Regions from separate parts of the Danio rerio genome. Here region 2 is linked to region 1. Evidence: chromatin contacts called from public Micro-C data. All regions are on one chromosome and are shown on one strand. Each heading gives the region's core, a stretch centred on a gene start, on an enhancer-like site or on the middle of the called end of the contact. The rest is flanking DNA. Distances are from core to core; before and after follow the strand shown.

Evidence for each region. A called contact is a pair of places that touch in the nucleus more often than the background predicts.
Region 2: a Micro-C map of caudal fin shows a contact between it and region 1, with 13 times the contacts expected there. The contact joins the promoter of ctsd here to the promoter of itpr2 in region 1. A contact is called at or near these places in 3 of 18 Hi-C or Micro-C datasets (caudal fin, hematopoietic stem cells and an unstated tissue) and 2 of 4 datasets of contacts at active chromatin or transcription factors (caudal fin and embryo).

Annotation. Positions count from the first base shown.
Region 1 is chr18:17,315,285-17,317,920 of GRCz12tu, reverse strand. It overlaps itpr2 (inositol 1,4,5-trisphosphate receptor, type 2), which reads right to left and starts at 1,321. Exons shown (of 57, transcript XM_021467780.3): 1 at 948-1,321. The coding sequence starts at 1,039. It overlaps LOC141378737 (a long non-coding RNA gene), which reads left to right. Exons shown (of 4, transcript XR_012394002.1): 3 at 1-2,389.
Region 2 is chr18:17,512,891-17,515,526 of GRCz12tu, reverse strand. ctsd (cathepsin D) reads right to left here and starts at 1,349. Exons shown (of 9, transcript NM_131710.2): 1 at 1,094-1,349. The coding sequence starts at 1,155.

The DNA of each region.
Region 1 (2,636 bases), core at 72-2,571:
GTTTCTCATACAATTCTTAAAAAAAATGTTGACTAAAACATATTTGGAGTTCTTCGAATTCAAGCAATTAACATAAAGGAAATTATACTTTACTTAAATGTGACATGGTGGTTCATTCCACTGTGGTTGAATCCTGATAAATGAGGCACTAAACGAAAGATAGTGAGCGAGAGAGTGTAATTGAGGGCATTATTTTTTCATGCACCTTGTAAAACAGTGCATTTCTGTTAGCAAAAAATTACTAAGCAACTGTTATTAGAAGACTTTTAACCGATTTTCAGAAAAGGTAGGTCACATGATATCAAAATGGCAGCACTCATGAGGTGGTTGGCCCACTAAATAGAATAAAGCACATTTTTATAAAAATAAAAAAAATGATTTACATATTATTTTTGTTTTGAATTTGCATATGTAGTACTTTTCATTAGCAAAAAATAAAATACTTCCTTGCCAATTGACACAAAATGTTGACAAAAAAAATGCTTGGATTTTTCAAGTCAGGTGAATTGCGTAACTTGTGTAGTTTGCGAAACTAGTGTAGTTTGATACTGTTAAGTTAATGTGTTTTAAACCCTTTTTATTTAGCCAACACCATATTCGCCATATTACATTAGTTGCATCACTGTTAGTGCATAAGGTAACGGCAAACTTTGCATTCCTGTTCAGTGATTTGCATGACTTTTGAAGCAACGCTGTCACACTGAACTCCTGGCCTGCAGTATGTACTCAAATCACTTCCTACTTCCACTCAGCAAACTACATCTGACACGAGGGGGATTAAACACCTTTCACACTCTAATGCATCTTCAGTTTGCCTTACTCACTCATTTTAGGCACCTTGCCTTGCAATAAAAATCACACCAGTTTATCTGAGGGAAATTTACAAATGCCATGTTTACAAATCTTTAAGAGCAATGCACTAAACACTGGAAGGTACAGTAACTCACCCTAAAGTGCTGATAAATCCATTGACAGTTCCCTCCGCATACAGAGACACGATATCCCCAATGTGAAGGAAACTAGACCTGTGTTCCGACATTTCTGCAGGTTTTTGAGTAGTTTATCTGATATTTGAGCACTGTGACCCAGCGCAATGTGTTCAGGCGATTCAGTGTATCAATCCACTTGTTTATTCGCCCTGACAGTAACGCATTTTAATCCAGGCGTCCAGAGAAGAGACGCGCCGCGTTAGTGACTTTTGAGTTGTGAATCCTCTAACTGAAGCGTTTCTTCATGTTTTCAACTTCTTCCTGTGAGACAAACGAGGCTTTTTCTCACCAATATGCCACTCGAGTGGGAGGAGACTCGCTCTCTGTCCCGTGAAATCAAGGAAGTGATGCTGTCTAGTCTTTATGCTGTGGTATGCAACTCAGAAATTGAGAATGCAACTTTGCTCATTTGTGCAGTCTTGCGTGCACAGACGCGCGCAGGTTTTCGGTGTGTTTTTTTTATTTTGTGAATGACTTCAGTTATGCAGAGTTTTTATTCACACAAAAAAACATTACAATGAGTTCACAAAAATATTAACACCGCTAAAAGTGACTATTTTCGTGAGATTCAATGTATAAAGTGCTTGTAGACCAAATGTATTCTGCGATAAATTAAAAGGACATTTCACCCAAAATGAAGTGAAATGAAAATGAAGACACTGATTACATAATATGAAAATTTGTTGTTAATTGCTAATTGTTTTAGTTTACTTAAACTAAGTATAACCCAATGAGATTATTTATTTATACACTGTAAAACCCAACAGTCAACTTTTAAACTGTGAGTTCATTAAATATCTCATTACTTCAACTTGGAGTAAGTTCACAGTACTTATATACAATAGATTAGTTTGTTTAACTCAAATATCCGTTTCCTCAAATGGTTTGAGTTGATCTAACTTGTTGTGTTTTACAGTACTCAGTTGGTTAGAGTTCACTTCATTTGTTGGGTTTTACTGTGCTCAAATTGTTTTGTTTACTTAAATAGATTAAGTTCACAGTACTCAATGGGATTAGTTTTTAAACTTTAATGGTTTGTTGCAATTGGTTTCCTCAAATGGTTTAAGTTACCTTAAGTTTTTGGGCTTTACAGTGTACTAAAACAAATTTTTGAAACTTTGTTTGCTGGCAACTCCAGTAAAATATTTATTTTGTTGCCTTTTTTTTTCATTTGAGAACCTCAATTTTTTACTTTTGCTTGATATGTTAGTTTGACACCTTCGTATAGAGAATGGGTTGAACAGTGGGTGTACTCTTTTACGCTTACCAATGTGTATATAAATGTGGACTATTATATGTTTGTGATTATATTATATTCATTTATTCATTCATTTTCTTTTCGACTTAGACCTTTTATTAATCAGGGGTCGCCACAGCAGAATGAACCACCAACTTATCCAGCATGTTTTACGTAGCGGATGCCTTTCCAGCTACAACCCATCACTGGGAAAATTATATTATATATGTATATATTATGCTGTACAAACAAACAAAAGGTTCATTTATTCATTCATGCAACCCATCACTGGGAAACATCCATACACAGTCATACACTACAGACAATTTAGCCTATCCAATTCACCTATATCACATGTTTTTGGACTTGTGGAGGTAACCAGAGCACCTGGAGGAAACCCACGCCAACAC
Region 2 (2,636 bases), core at 100-2,599, 200 kb before region 1:
GAACTTGAAAAGGAGGACTTAATTTTAAACATCTTTAGGGACATTTTTGTCTTTTGCCATACTTTTTGTTGCAATTATTTTGGCTTTGTTAATGCAAACAGCATTTACTTTGGCAAACAAATGCATTTAATAACAGATTTTTCATTCATATTTTCCTTTTAAACATCTATTTTACACTAGGTAAAACAATAATTACAATTAAGACATTAATGATAAAAAATACCCACTAAAATATATTGAATATATATTATTTTTTATGAAATATCATTACAATTATTGTTATTATTAATGTTATTACTATTATTAATAATGATATATTCAAGTTCAACAACTGGCATGCAAAATACTAAATAACCACTTTTGATCATTGCAGGCTAAATTCATTTTTACTATAATTGTGTATATTGTACTATGGTTATCAGAGCATATTTAAAAAAAATGAAGCAAAATTTATTTGTGTTGGAATTTTTTTTTTAATAAAAGACAATAAAAAATAAAATTCATTCAAATAATGTTTCTGATGTTATTAAAGCCAGTTATAAATAAAATTTTAAAAATGTGCTTAGCCTTAAGAATAATTTTCTTTTGATTTCTATGAACACTTTTAAAAGGTTTAAATCCTTAAAACTATTATCATTTATGTAGTTATTATTTTAGCACTGATGCTAGTAAAGAAATCTGCACCACTACCATCATCTTGCTTAAATGTATAGATTTCTAAAGTCAAACTTCAAAGGGACCTTCATGTTGATACATAAACAGCTCTAATTTCTGCTGAGTCACAAAAAAATAATGATCAGTATCTGTCTAATGGGAGACCCATACCTCTGGGTGCTTTAATCATTTTTACACAAAGGACTGTTATTTCAGTGTAACGTTAGTCAACTGCTACATAAACAGCATTTCACACATCAACGTTACATGAAGTAAATTTTAAGACACAACTGTTAAATTTTAAGGTATAATATTTAAAAAATCGTGTATACAACACAAGTAGATGAACAACAGCGCGATTTGCAAGTCACACCGCGTGATAAAGATCGGATTGCGTTGTTGGTTTTGTAAGTTTGTTTGTTTGCTCGTTCGACCTTACCGGACAATCGCGTCGGACGTGCAGAAAAAGGCAACAACGAGCAGCAAAAAGGCGATTCTCATGTTGGCGAGCCCTCAGGACCAGTTAACGATAATGAGAGCAGTATCGCTGTGGGGATGTTATTGTTGTGCGGTCTAATATGTAGGACAAACAGCCACAGTCAGCTGACACAATGTGCTGCTGCCGAGCAACTTTTGCTCACAGTCATGTGACGGCGCGTTGACGAGCGTCAAGGCTGCGCTGCATTCTGCGCAGTGCGCACTTCACGAAAGATTGATGAACGACGCAGGAAGATTAAATCAGGGGTCAAGTATTTTTGTATTTATTATATTGAGTTTAAAAGTATTCATATTCTTTGTTAATCAGAAATGTATATATCCCTTCATGAAAATTTTAAAAAGGAAATTATTTATCGATCCTATTAAAATGTAACATCTAAATGTAAACAAATTGTTTAAAACAGAATTGTTGAATTTATTGAATTGTTTATTGTTTTATTTAGCTACATTTTAAAACATTAATTTAACGAAACAGTTTTAAATATGTTTATTATTATTCAGTTTACTATTTTTATGTATTTATTAATTATTAAACAATTTTAACACATTAAATAAATAAACTTTTTAAATGTGTTTTTAAATGGTTTTAAATGTGTTTTGATTTGTCAGTTATACATGCTTTATTATTATATATGCCTTAATTGAATTATTAAATTTATAAAGTGCCTTAAAGTCAAAATCAATTGCACACAGATATAAACCTTTTTTATTAAGTTACATCATTTTAAGGTCTGATAAGAAAATCATGAATTAAATAGACACTTTTTCTCAATTTATTTTGAAATGTTATATATATATATATATATATATATATATATATATATATATATATATATATATATATATATATATATATATATATATATATATATATATATATATATATATATATATATTACATTTCTTAACTTAATTCATTCACAGATACAAATTAAGAGCTTTTATTAAGTTGCACTAAAGTCTAATTGAAGCCTTACAATAAAGTATATTTTAAAACATGCTTATATATTTTTGTTATTATTAAACAGCTTTACATGTCTAATTTGTCATGTCACTGATTTATAAATGCCTAACTGTTTTAATTGAAAAAAGAATTGCCATATAAAGTCCAAATAAAGTTTACACAGATTTTAATGTGTTATTTAATTATTTTTATCTTATTTTAGTCAGTTAATATTTAAATAATTTGACTGGTTCATAATTAATTTTTATTTTTGTGTATTGCAATAAAGTAAAAATATACTATAACAAGGTTTCTAAATATAGTTATAAATTTCAAAGTCTATTGAAAAAAAAAAAACATGACAGGTTTTATGCATGCTTCCTGCTGTTGGTATAGGCTATTGTCAAATAATCAAATCATAAAGAAATTTAATTTTGTCAATGAAAAAGCCACAAAGTGCCTCGAGAAACAAAAATGTTTAATTTGTGAAAAGTGCTTTTTTAGAAACCACCACTGAACTCGTTGGTCAGTTAAAAACAAC